Linked DNA regions of Mus musculus: region 1 is linked to region 2. Evidence: chromatin contacts called from public Micro-C data. All regions are on one chromosome and are shown on one strand. Each heading gives the region's core, a stretch centred on a gene start, on an enhancer-like site or on the middle of the called end of the contact. The rest is flanking DNA. Distances are from core to core; before and after follow the strand shown.

Region 1 (7,278 bases), core at 1,683-4,182, 480 kb after region 2:
TGCATGAAAGGTGAGACTTCCAAAGGAAAGAGGTTGAAGTTTATTAGTTAGGGAAAGATCCAAAAAGGGCATTAACAGAGGCGAGAAGCATTCCTCAGGGGCATTGATCCACTTGCTATTGCTGCCTAGGATGAATAGAAATGAGGTGTTGGGAGGCCTGGAGATGCGTTGGGAGAAAGCTGTGAAAACTCAGATAGGCCTGAGTGAGCACGGATGTTGGCAGTGGAAACAAAACACAATCCTACTTCTCCTCTCCAGACCCAGTGGGCATTGCAGCTTGGAGTTGGCATTCTCTCTACATAGCATCTTTTTATTCTAAGTTTCTTAAGGACATGTTCTCAGGGACCCCTTTTATATAGAGAAGCATGCAACTACCTCAGTATAGATTGCACAGAGTTTCTCTCTAAGAAACAGAACACACACACACACACACACACACACACACACACACACACACAGAGAGAGAGAGAGAGAGAGAGAGAGAGAGAGAGAGAGAGAGAGAGAGAGAGAGAGAATGCATGCCTCTTCCCCATCACTTCTTGGACATGGTGTTTGACCAATAAGATGTCATTCATTGTTTGTTTGTTTGTTTTGATGTCATTCTTTTAGGTATCAGAAAGAAAAGGGATCCTGAGAAATCTTCCTGACAAGATTTCTCAGATAAGAGTCATAAATGTGCAGGCACAACCCAGATGGACAGGGGAAAACACAGAGCCTGTAGGCTCTTCTGGAAGGCCTGAGTTCTAGATCTGAGTTTTCAGGCTTAGTTGTGGTTTGTATGTGCTTGGCTCAGGGAGTGGTACTATTAGGAGGTGTCTCCTTGTTGGAGTAGGTGTGGCCTTGTTGGAGGGAGTGTGTCTCAGTGGGGGTAGGCCTTAAGACCTTCCCCCTAGCCACGTGGGAGCCAGTCTTCTGTCTGCCTTTGGATCAAAATGTAGAACTTTCTGCTCCTCTAGCCCTATGTATGCCTGGACGCTGCCGTGCTCCCACATTTATGATAATAGACTGACCCTCTGAACCTATAAGCCAGCCCCAATTAAATGTTGTCCTTTGTAAGAGTTGCCTTGGTTATGGTGTGTCTTCACAGCAGTGGAAACTCCAACTAAGAGAGTTGGGTATTCAGAATCAGTAAGTAGACTGATCCTCCAGGGAAAGTCTGCAGTTTTCAACCATTTGGAGTCGATTTAAACATTTTCCCTTCTTCCTGCTGCCTGCCAGATATCTACTATCAGCTTGCCCTTTCTGGGCTACATTTTAACACCATTTTATGAAAAAAATTTGTTTCCCAAGTCTGAGAACACATCTTTAGTGAGAACTGCATACAGGGCAGGTCTGTTTTGACTGCCGAGAACCGAGAGAGTCTGAGAACTGGGGGTCAAGAGCAGCAAGGCTCTGGCTTCAGCATCCTAGTGCCCTAGCTAGCAAAAGAAGTCCAACCCGAGGCAGTGGCAACATTAGCAGACACCGAACTTCCTATCTGACAGCTGCACTTGGAGTTGAAGGAGGGCTGGATGAAGTGGCATTTCTGTCAGCTTCAGCTGGTCCTTCCCATTAACATTACAGTAATGGAGTTGTGTGGTGGTTGAAGAAAAGCATCGCTAGTTACAGGGGGTGATTTACAGGACACCAGACTCCGTATTTCAGAGTCTCCTGTGTACCATAAAAAATGTATTATAAAGGAATAATCTTTATCTGAACCGAAGCTGCGGTGTGGAAGACTCATGTCCAGCTGAGAGCAGCAGCGAGCTTTTGTTCACCCAGGGAAAAGTCCCCGGTCTTCGTCATATTTGATTAACATTTTTCCTCTCTTTGGCACTAGGTATCTTGTTAATATTTAGACATTATATACATTTTCTTTCAACTATTGTTCCCATTATGAGATCAAATAGAACAGGAGAAGCCAGCCTCTGCAGCAGAAGAGGGAGAAAGCTGATAGTCTGGGTAACCAGCTAACTGTGCCTAGCAGGGTAGAGCACATTAGAGCCAGTGCCAGTACTCACGAAGAAGGGCTCCTGAGAGCCTCCCTAGATGGACGCTCCCCCAGTTCTAGGTTCCATCTTCCCCTTCTCCTGCGCTAAAGGCTACAACAAACCAGTCCACTTTAGAATCTCGCAAAGCCTTTAATACCACCGAGTGAGAGGAGGGATGGAAATCTCTCTGCTAAGCACAGGCACCTAAAATATTCAGTGAAGTGACACGCAGACATCCCTCTGCTTATTTGGTGTTTGGAGGGATGAGGACCCCAGTCTGTGTCAGCTCAGGGAACCCCAAGCTCCCTTAGCCCGCAGTGCCTCCCACAGGGCACAGGTGGGTGCACCTGTGGTTAAAGGGACCCGGTAGGGGACAGCGCCATCTCCCAGCAGAAAGTACAGTCTCTGGGTGAAAAGGCAGGGGCAAAAGCTTCTAGTCTGGGAAACCTTGGGGTCTGTGTCAAAGCTCCACCCATCAGGAGCCTCAAAGATAAGGCTGGGGAGGTGGAAGTTGGGGTGGGGAAAGAACTGCATCAGAAAGCAAGGCAGGAGAAAGCTAGGGAAGAGACAGTCAGAAATGGGCTGAGTTTTCTCAGAGTCCCATCGGAGGAGACCTGGGGGAACTTGTCACTGCTAGGATCTCAGCTTCTCCAGCGCAGGACGGTCCAGGCCAGCTCTGGGTTACAATTCCCTCCAAGAGTCTGGAGCGAACGCTGGCGAGCGCGGACACCTCCGACTCCCGTGGGAGCGCAGCGCTAGGGCGGGGCGAGGTCCTCCGCGCGCGCTTGGCGGCGGCTGGCGGGGGCCGGGATCTCCGCTCTCCCGGGCGCCCCAGCCTTGGCGCACGCCTCCGCTCTCGCGCACCCCCTCCGCAGGCACGCGCGAGGCGCACCCCTCCTTCCCCGGGCGGCGGCGGGCGCGCGCCCGGCCCCCTCGCCTCCGCCCCTCGGCGCCGGTCCTCTCTCCCGGCAGAAAGTTAGCAGCAGGGAAGGAACTCGGGGCTGCGGGAGCGGTAGCCGCGGCAGCGCGGGGAGAGCGGGGCGCTGCGCACGGAGCAGGTGCCGCCGCGACTAGGCGCCCCCCTCGGGCTCCTGGCCTGAGGTTGAGGGGGGCGGCGGGGGCTCGCGAGGGGAGGGGGCCATGCGTCCGGGCTTGTCCCCGGCGCAGCGGGACGGCAGCCAGGGCCGGGGGCGCAGCGGCGTCGCTCCATGCAGCCGGGGCGGCTGGGCGGCGGCGGCGGCGGCGGCGGGGGCGGCGGCTGAAACCATGTCCGGGCAGCGCCGGGGGCCGCCGCCGCCGCGAGCCGGGAGCCGCGATGGCCCGGTGGCCCGCACCGCCTCCGCCTCCGCCGCCGCCGCCGCCGCTCGCCGCGCCGCCGCTGCTGCCCGGCGCCTCCACTAAGGGGCCGCCGGCGCGCAAGCTGCTCTTCATGTGCACCCTGTCCCTGTCCGTCACCTACCTGTGCTACAGCCTGCTGGGCGGCTCGGGTTCGCTGCAGTTCCCGCTGGCGCTGCAGGAGCCCCCGGGATCCGCCGCGGAGCCCCCGCCGAGCCTGCTGTCTCCCTCGCTGCCGCCTCCCCGCGTGCGCCCCGGCGCCTCCTCGCCGCCGCCGGACAACGCGAGCCGCGGGCCACCGCCCGAGCCCCCCGAGCGCTTCACGACTCCTGCGGCCGACGGCTGGGGACTGGCGAGCGGCGGCGGTGCTCGGGACGCCTGGCCCAGGAGCCCGCCTGCCCCCGGAGACGCGGTCACAGAGCAGGACGCGCTGTTGGGGCGCGGGGCGCAGGAGCCAGGCGCAGCCGAGGAGCTGGAAGGCCGGAGGGCGGCCAACGGGAGTGCGGAACGGGGCCCCGCCAGCACCCCTGATTATGGGGAGAAGAAGCTGCCCCAGGCACTGATCATCGGGGTCAAGAAAGGAGGGACACGCGCGCTGCTGGAGGCTATCCGAGTCCACCCGGACGTAAGGGCAGTGGGCGTAGAGCCGCACTTCTTCGACAGGAACTACGAGAAGGGGCTGGAATGGTACAGGTAGGAGGCTGCTGCGGAGTGCCAGACGCATAAGGGGTCCCGAGAGCCCATAGCCAGAGCATCCAGGGGAGGGCAGTGGGAGCCCTGGCCTGTTTGCGCAGAGTCCCGGTACAGATGAGAGAACAGGACTCCAGCTAAAAGATCACTTTATTTCTGGGAAAGGGGAGGAGCAGGTGCCTTGGAGAACTACCAGGCTTCAAATCTGGGAATCCCCAGCTCTCCCGCCTGTCTGTGGGGTGTTTCCCAATCCAGGCCAATACAGGGCGCTGGGCTTCTAGTTGAGAACAAGCGGAGGAATGAGACAGGAGAGCTAAATTGACGACGAGCTTTGAGATCCCCAGGAATCAATCTAAAGCGCCCTCAAAAGCGTTTGTGTGGCTGGAATCCAACTTCAGTGTTTTAAGGTCAGAGCAAAATGAACAGTTAAAAAAAAAAAAAAAAGACGGTGTAGGCGCTTTGGCTATTTCCTACCTCTGTAACTTTATGTTCCTCTTGGCTGAATGAACACTGGGTTGATTTAGTATCAGGAGCCTAGGTGTCTAGATACCAGTTGGTGCTATAAGTATGTCTGTGCCCTGTGCAGAGATCCTTCTAATTTGAGCATCCTTGGAGACAGACTGGAGTTACTTCTGCTGGGAGTTATATACCTCTTTCTGACAGGACACCATCAGGTGTTGGAACTGCGAGGGAGGAAAGGAGCAGGAGAAAGTTAAGTGCAGGTCAGATAGCGATTATCTGTCTTTCTTGCCAGCCCCGACATTAAAACAACATTGGTGCGTGCACATGCTCAGAATGCAAGCCCCTTTCTCTCTTGTCCCTCCTCTTTCCTCCCTCTTCATATCTTTCTGGATAACAGATCTGGACGGGTGGCCCCATCTCGATCACATTTCAATAATTAATTGCAACTGTCAAACAGAAACAGAGCCCTTGTCCGCTGAAGCGATGCTATCAGTTCCACAGAGCCAATAGGTAAAATGTCCTGTGACAGGGTTGCTTTCCTGTGGAAGAGACATGCTTCCTGGGTTTAGATTACAGCCTGGGAAAAGTTTGGGCCATTATTTTGGGAATACGTAATAAGCATGTGTGTTGTGACTGTTTTCTCCCACTTTTGAAAAAAATTGTCTTGTGCCTTAAAAGCTGCAGAGAAGTACACCGAGCCATAAACATTCCAGCACATCACACTGAGACAGGGAGTGTGTCTGTTAATGTCTTGTCTGTTTCAACAGCAAGAACTAATTGGGATATTTTAGGAGGCTTCAAACAGTCCCTTCCTATCAAAACATAAAACAGCAAGTGCCTAATTTAACTGGAAAAAAATCCTTATTTATAACATCACAAGCCATGGCTTCCAGTTTGTGATTATAATTAAAAAGGTGTTAGGATGATTAATGCAACAACAGCAAAATAAAGACAGGGGAAGATGTCTGGGAAGGGTTCAGCTGTTTGCTGGTGAGCTACAGGAATGTCCTGATTTTTTCTGTGGGGTAGCTTTAGCCATCGGAGGGGAAGCAGGCATCCCCCCTCCTGGTTCTAATTTTAAAGCTGCGCATCTTGTGGGAAGTGTCAGATGCCCTTTAAGAGAGGAATAAAGATCAAATCTTGCAGCATGTGTTTTGGGTGGCTTTGCTGCAGTGGGGCTACAGAAAGAAGTGATTTATTTGGATGACCAATAAAGTTCACGGGAATGCTTGAACGAGGAAGTCCCTATCTTGGGGCCAGGAGAGTTTTCTAAATGAAAGGAAAGAGATGATAGATTTCTTAGGTTCTTTTACAGTGATGCCAAGATGAGATACATAAGCTACCTCACGGTCATGGCTACCGAAGGTGTGCGGTGTAGAGATAATTCCAGCCTCCTGATCCCAGCCAACATTTGTGGCATGTGTGGCTTGGTATTTGTTAGCCCTTAGTAGAGCTGCTAAACACAAATGGTATGCCTAGGGCAAGGTCAGCTTGGGCCCAGGTATGAGAACCATTTGGTATCTCTTGGTCCTCAACCCCTGGCCCTTATTCTCTTGCCATATAGAGATGCAAGACTGAGTGATGCTGATTGGAAGTAAGGCAGAGACTCTCTTTAAGAGCAAGCCTCATGGAAGTGTGTGACCATCTAACAACACAGGCTCCATTAGCCACTGAAACATGGCTGATGGAAAGACTCCTGGAAGCTCCTGGGGAATCACTGGTGAGCTTCCCAGCCTCACAGCTGTGCTTTGAAGACATTTGTGAGACTTCATTAGTCTTGTCTTTTCATGCCTGCCCTGAGCCTCTCTCCCATGTAGGAAGAAGGGATGATAGATAGATCCTGATGTAGAAATCTGAGTAGTGGCTTTGATTCAAACCAGTTGTAGAAACTCTTTGTCTTGGTTCCCAGAGCAACTCTAGACCCTAAATGATGGCATCTTAACTTGCCCGTGCCATGTCTGCTGTCTACAATCTGGTGGCTTCATTGAAGAAGCACAGGTTAATTAAAGGTTTTAAATTTTCATTATGTATTTAACCATTTACCCTTCACTTATTTATCGTTTGAAATACTCCCAGTTGTCCACTGGTTCTGCAAGTGGTCCTGGATTTTGTGCTTTGAGCAAGAAGAGCTGGGACAAAACTGGAGCTGCTGTCAATGTGACTGGCTTGGGCTTCCCTCCTAGCTAACAAATCAGCTTTAGCAGGTTCATTTCTGTGGCATCACTCCAGTTGTCCCTAAATCCGGGTTTTCCTTTGTACCTATGCTGTCGATCTAATGGAATGTAAAAACACTTCGAAGATTAGAAGATGTACATGCGATTTTCAGGGCAGCACTGGACTAATGGATTAGGATGTGTGTATTCAGGCTGTAGAGATGCTTAGCCTCAGCGGTGGACTGACCCAGACGGTCAATGGTTAATAAGCCTGGTGGATCAAGCCCTCTTCTTCTGTCTTTCTGTACCTTTCTCCAAAAGGGCAAAACCATAAGCAAGTTCCATAAGAGTGATTCAGTGATCCTGGCAGAGACCTGAACCCTTCTAAGGGATGGGACCTGGGGGGCAGACCCCTGGCTGCCACTAACAGAACTCATCATAATGACAAAGGGACAGAAACACTTGCCTCTTCTGTGACTTGCATGTATAGTGACCATGACATCTTGCTTTAGAAGCCACTTAGCTCCAAGGTGATGGTCTATGCTCTTATGTTCTACTGAGAGGGTGGAGTGACCCCAAGAACTCACTGCGTGCTGCAGGATGCTCAGCTCTTGTTCCCAGTGGTTGACAGCAGCACTCTCAGCTCGTGTCTGGAGAGAGGACTGAGG
Region 2 (6,547 bases), core at 4,025-6,524:
CAGAAGAGTGAGCTAGAAAAAGAGAAGAAACAATTATTGTGTATAGTATTCTGAAGTGTGTGTGTGTGTGTGTGTGTGTGTGTGTGTGTGTGTGTGTGTGAGAGAGAGAGAGAGAGAGAGAGAGAGAGAGAGAGAGAGAGAACGAACACGAGAACACATGGGGTCAGGATCTGTGTAGCCCTGGCTGTCCTGAACTCATTCTGAAGGCCAGGCTGACCTGGAACTCAGGGAGTCAACTGTCACTACCTCCTGAGTGCTGGGATTAAAGGTGTGTGCCACCACACCCGGCAGCTGTTTCTCCTTTTAAGAAATAAAAAGATATTAAAACCGACACATAGAAATGCTTTTCAGTGAGTTCAGAGCAAGTCTACCTTATCCTAACGCTGGGCTCACGAGTCAAATGGTTCAGGAACAAGCAGGTAAAGTGCATAAGGAGAGGGTTGGGACTGGGAACTGAAGGGCACAGTCTATGATGATGTTTCAGTGTGAGACTGTGGTACTTGGAGACTCATCATTTCTGACTTTTCCAAGAGAAGCCAGATGGGCTGGCTAGTTTTTATGTAAACTTGGCATAAGCTAGTCACCTGGGAAGAGGGAGCCTCTATTGAGAAAATGCACCCCTACATCTCCACCAGACTACAAGCCTGTAGACAAGCCTGTGAGGTATTTTCTTGATTGATGACTGATCTGAGAGGGCCCAGCCAGTTGTGGACAGTGTTGCTCCTGGGTAGGTAGGCAGAGATGGGATAAAGTAGGCTGAGCAAGTCATGAAGGACTAGTTGGTAAGCAGAGTCCCCTCACGGTCTCCGTATCAGCTCCCGTCTCAACATTTCAGTCCTGACTTCCTTTGATGTGGAAGTGGAAGTGAAATCAACTCTTTCCTTTCTGCGTCGCTTTTGGCCATGGTGTTTATCACAGCAATAGAAACCCTAAGTAAGACACCAGAAACCTGGGACTTCTGTAAAATCTCAAATTGAAAATCTTAAGTACAAAGAGCAAATCCTCCAAATCCCAAACAACAATTCTTTGTAGGTAAACTATAACAAGTCCCATTTGGTGTACAGGTTATCAGTTTGTCATCCCTCACAGAAGTTGACAGTTTCAGAACCAAGAACTTACTTAAGTCCTGCCAACACAGCAAACAGTACAGCCATGGGCACAGCAAACATTTAAAAAAGCCCCCTCAGGGTAGGAGAAAAGTGAACGTTTTATACAGCAGTCCCGGTGGTCTATCTCCTGCTCAGAGTTCACCAGGGAAGCTGACAAGTGTACCTTACTTGTGAGCAGACCTCAGAATCTTGAGCTACCTACTTTCTATAGAGATTAAAAACAACAAACAAACAAACAAACAAACAAACAAAACCCAGCTTATTTCTAAAAATTACTTTTTTTTTTTCCGAGACAGGTTTCTCTGTATAGCCCCGGCTGTCCTGAAACTCACTTTGTAGACCAGGCTGGCCTCGAACTCAGAAATCCGCCTGCCTCTGCCTCCCGAATGCTGGGATTAAAGGCATGCGCCACCATGCCCGGCTAGAAATTACATTTTATCTGAGTATTTTGAATATGTGTATGTGCTCCAGTGCTCGAGTGCGCGCGCGCCATTACTTGTGTATGGATGCTGGAGGACAGCTCCCAGGAGTTGGTCCTCTCTTTCCACCACGTGGGTCCTCGGGACTGAACTCAGGTCATTAGTCTTGGCAGGAAGCATTTTTACCTGCTGAGCCATCTTACCAGCTCCCAAATAATTTTCTTGGAAACAACATAGTCTCTGAAAAGCATATGGCTGGAATCACATTCCTTTAGAGCTAGTCATCTTTCTGGGAAATCTAGCCCTCAGATTTCGGATCTCCATTCCTCAGTCTTCAACAAGCTAAAAAACCTTTTTATCATCACAGATGCCAATGAGGATAAGACATTATAAATACCCATCTGCTGCCACATTGAGTTTATCAGCTAAAGTCATTTAGAACTATCTAACCCATACAATACAGGGAGCTAGGATGCTCAGGAACGCCCTGGCTAATTCAGAATCCACTAATATTTGCAACACATTCTTTTATTTAGGGTTGGATTCAGCAATGGCAGTAGAGCCATTGCGAATATTTCCAATTTTTTGAGTCAGAGTTGAAGTTTAAGAATAATTTTGACAGTTTCGGAGAAAGTAAAAATGGGGGAGCTGGGTTGTGAACTCAGGTCTGTTTGCCTCTTCCAGCCTAAGATCTTAACCTCTAGGTATTAATCCTTGTTTTCATGCTTCTTGCCCAAGATCATAGTCTTGGGGAAGACACGATGTGAATGAAGCCTTCAGATAGGATCCTCCCTCAACTCGCTTCTGGCCTGGGATGAAGCCACACTTCAGGAGATGGACAGGAACCTGGACTGGGAAGGACAGAACATCTCTTTCCCCCATATTTGACTTTCTGTATTCATATGGGCAGATCTGAATGCTGGTTGTCTTAGTATTTTACTGCTGTGAAGAGACACCATGAGCAGGGAAAGTCTTATAAAAGAAAACATTTAATTGGGGCTGGCGTAGAGTTTCAGAGGTTTGGTCCATTATCATCATGGAACCAAGAATGGCAGCGTGCAGGCAGACATGATGCTGGAGAAGAGAGTTCTATATCTGATCTGCGGGCAGTGAGGAGACTGTGTGCCACACTGAGAGTAGCTTAAGCATAGGAAACCTCAAAGCCTGCCCCCCACAGTGGCACACTTCCTCCAGCAAGACCACACCTCCTAACAGTGCCACTCCCTATGGGCCAAGCATTCAAACACATGAGTCTGTGGGCACCACACCTATTCACAACAGCACACTGTCCCTTGTTTGGGAGTCTCACCTTTTATCCCTCTCATACATCATGCTGGGATGCCTGTTCTTATGAGTCAAGTTTTGGAATAAAAATGCCCCGTTTCCATTTCTTAATAGTTTTTCAAGAGCACACATACATATAGCATAACTAAAGACACAAACTGAACATTGAATGGGCATTTTAAAATAACAATAAGATTCAAGGTTTCCCTGGACAATCTAAGTTTGCATAATTTCCATCTTTATGATCCCATTTTATTTTGGTAGTAAATAATTCTGATTCTTGAAATAGATGAAAAATTTACTTCAAATATTCAATTTACTTGTCAAATGGATATTGAAGGGACCTCTACTGAGTGAGCCATAGTGTTAGGGATACAGTATAAACTACACGGTCTCTGACCTGGTGTACTCTGAGTCCTTACCATTCTTAGGTAATGGCCTATGTTCCCTTTTTTGGTTCAGCTGTTCTTGGTGTCCTGAGTGGAGGCTTCCAGCTTCCTCCAGAGAAACAACCCTGTGCTGGGTCTCCAGTTGCTCTGGCTCAAAGTCAGCTACTTCCCACACAGTTCTAGGTGGGGCTTGCTTCTCTGAAGGCAGAGGGCTACTGACCTGCAAAACAAAGTCAACATCAACAAAGAAAATCGGAGGAAAGGAATTGCAGTCCCAACAGAGACGTTAAAGGGCAGGAGAACTGAGGGGGGAGAGGATCTCCACGGACGGAAGCGGGCTCACAGTCATTTGGGAATATGGGAAAAGGAGAGCGCTCTTTATTTGTGTATTTTTTTGAGGGGTCATTACTACAAAGTCCTCTTATATATCAGGTGCACAGAGAACTAATCAGAACACTAGTGAAGTGAAGAATCACAAAATCAACTCCTGAGCACACCCTGTGCAAGGTGAGACTGTAAACCTGTCAGACACTGAGGACTTCACACGGTTAACAAGAGGGCGCTGAGAATAACTACAGACCGGCAAGCAGGGACATAGAAAAATGATGATCTGGCCGTTAAACTGGATGAGCGCGGAGGAGCACGGCACAGAGAGTATTTCACAGGACACCTGCTGGAATGGTAAGGGTTAGGGAGGGCTCTGGAGATCCATGAGATCTCCCTCTCCCACCAAACCCTGTGAGGCATTAGCTATTTAATACTGTCTCTATCGTTTTGGTAGAAACATTATACTGAGGATTAGAACAAACAAACCATACTTTTAGTTTAATTTGCAAGATCATAGTTCAACCAAAATTCTCTCCTCCATTTAGTATGAATTTCAAATCTGCTTTTTGGGGAATTTGGTTTCCGGATCTTTTAAAAGTCCCATTTATTTCTATAATGAGCTCTTCTTCCAGAAATGTAGCCCTGCCCACCTGCCTTTCCCACCACATCCCTTTAAAATCCTCGCTCACCTGCTTTCGAAGTCTTCTGGTCTCTTTCTCCAAATGCACTACTAGGGCCACCGCCTCCTCTCCGCTTTCTGGACATTGCTTCTGCGCCCAGGTCTGAATCTTCTCAGGCAGAATGGTGAGAAACTGTTCGATTACCAGCTGCTCGAGGATCTGTTCCTTGGAACGCATTTCTGGCTTCAGCCACCGACAGCAGAGTTCCCAGAGTTTACTGAAAGCTTCATGGGGTCCTGTCACATCCTCATAACAGAACTGCCTGAAGCATTTACGGAAGGACTCACATTCAGTGCTGCCTGATCTTTCCAGAATGGGCTCCGATACCCACTCGGAGTCCTTTTCCACTTTCATTATGAGGCACTCCTCAACTTCCACGTCGATCTGAGGGTTCATGACAGTAGCCATGATCCAATGGGGCCAACAGGTCTAGCTCCAAGTCAGGGCCCAGAGAAGCTTCCGAGTGCCCTCCACTTAATGCCCTTGGAAATATGGGACCGTAGAGACATAAAAGACAGCAGTTAGCTGGGACAAGGAACTCCAGGCTGATTAATCAAATTTGTACAAGGCTCTTGAAAGGGTGAATGTGCACCCACCCCAAAGTCTGCAAACCCGGCCTCTTATCCAATCAAGATGCGCCCCCTCCCATGAGGTTCTTTAAGGTGCAAGGTCGGAAAGACCTTAGGTTAGAAGCTAGGCTGGAAGGGGACCCAGGGGACTGATGCTGGGCGGAGGCGCCGATCGGGAGGGGGTGTGTCCGCGAGGCGCGGCCAGCCCTGGGGTCCTGGTCCAGGTCCAGGCCGCTGCAGGTGCCCACCAGGGGCGCGAGCGCAGGAATGTCCGGACTCGCAGCGGCGCCTGCAGCGCTCGGGGTTCCTCCGCACGAGGATGCCGAGAACCTCGGCCAGAGGGGAAGAAGCTGCGGGATGAGGCTAGGCCTCGCGGGGGGCGGCGAACGGCTGGCGCGCTGCCCTGTCAGCTCCGCCAGCGCAGAGCGCGGGGGGCGCTGGGAGCCGCGGCCACGCATGCGCCGCTCGCGACCGGGGTCCGTGCGAGGCTTCCTCGCGGGCAAGGAGGGGGGCGGGAAGGCATGCGTGGAGGAATCTCGCGAGAGCGCGCAGCACCGCGACTTGCCGCCGAGGGACTTTAGGAATGAGGGTGAAGGGAAATTCTGGGCGGAGGGACACGCTGAGGTCTGATCCTATTCCTCCAGAGATTGTGAAGCAGGACGCGAGCTAGCGTCCTGCCTCAGGCCAGGCAGACGTTGCGGGAGGCTGGAGTAATTTCTTTAGTGGAAGGGGTGCGCGCGTGTGTGTTGGGGTTGCGGGTGGAGGGACTTCTTTGTGACAACTGGCGGAGGGATTACAGTCAGCATCTGGCTGTGCATGGATTGCTACTGTCTGGGAGCCTTGGTTGGAGCCAGGACTCCTGAGGAAGGATGTGTGGCTAGCTCTGTTCAAATGTATGGTCAGGAGAAGGCTTATTTTCATTTTGGGGAATCTCTTAATTACCCAAGGCTCTGAGGTCTGAGTAGCCAACGGGCTATCTGGGACCTAATAGGACCGGGCCTAGATTCCCCTACTGCTGCAAAACTTCATAGCTAGATGTCTCAGAGCCTGCTGGCTCATAAATGTCTGTCCTGTAAGTGCCTACTTTGTGACAATGTTTTAGGCTCTTGGCATCGTTAGTGGGCAGCACAACTCTTATTCTCAGAGGCAGGTAGCTTATTAGAAAACAGACCAATGACTTATTTCTCAAAGGTTTTGCCATGATTTGGCTAGTTCTAGCATCGAAGCGGCATAGAGAATACCATAAGGATAAATGGCACGGCATAAACTGAAGGAAGGTCAGAACGGAATAATCCGCGGGTGCATCTAGTTAGTATCTGCCACGGGAGAGATGGAGCCAATACACAGCCTGTTTTAATTGCATTTAAAGATAGTATTATTGAGTACTGGTTTCTTACCAGACATGGTGGTAGGTGATAAGCAAAACAAGATCTCCTATCATTAGTAGTTACAAATAAAGTTCTGTATACCTGGGGTGAATCCTTCCAAGAAGAGAAACACATTCAAGATTTGGTTTAGGTAAGAGGTCTGGGTGAATTTCTTGGAAGAAGTAGTACTAAGGATGAGATCCAAAAGACAGACCTCTAGTGGGGATTGAGCAAAGACTGGCCTTCACAAGAATCCCATAGAGAGGATGAGGTTGTCTCTATTTTAGAGTTTAGGGCGCTGAGACCTCAGTAAGGGTGGTGCAAGCGCTAAAGGTGATGGGGAGTCATGGGATGAGAATAGGGTCTTTTATGTACATGGCCCTCTTGTTGGTATTAAGCCAGG

Evidence for each region. A called contact is a pair of places that touch in the nucleus more often than the background predicts.
Region 1: a Micro-C map of embryonic stem cells shows a contact between it and region 2, with 6 times the contacts expected there. The contact joins the promoter of Hs3st4 here to the promoter of Zkscan2 in region 2. A contact is called at or near these places in 2 of 39 promoter capture datasets (embryonic stem cells and liver), 3 of 484 Hi-C or Micro-C datasets (embryonic stem cells and nephron progenitors), 8 of 115 datasets of contacts at active chromatin or transcription factors (embryonic forebrain, embryonic stem cells, forebrain and 1 more) and 1 of 9 other capture datasets (embryonic stem cells).

Annotation. Positions count from the first base shown.
Region 1 is chr7:123,979,896-123,987,173 of GRCm38.p6, forward strand. Hs3st4 (heparan sulfate (glucosamine) 3-O-sulfotransferase 4) reads left to right here and starts at 2,933. Exons shown (of 2, transcript NM_001252072.2): 1 at 2,933-3,998. The coding sequence starts at 3,286. Gm26974 (a long non-coding RNA gene) reads right to left here and starts at 3,559. Exons shown (of 4, transcript XR_003946874.1): 1 at 3,430-3,559.
Region 2 is chr7:123,495,352-123,501,898 of GRCm38.p6, forward strand. Zkscan2 (zinc finger with KRAB and SCAN domains 2) reads right to left here and starts at 5,275. Exons shown (of 7, transcript NM_001081329.2): 1 at 4,218-5,275; 2 at 3,235-3,421; 3 at 1-12. The coding sequence starts at 4,616.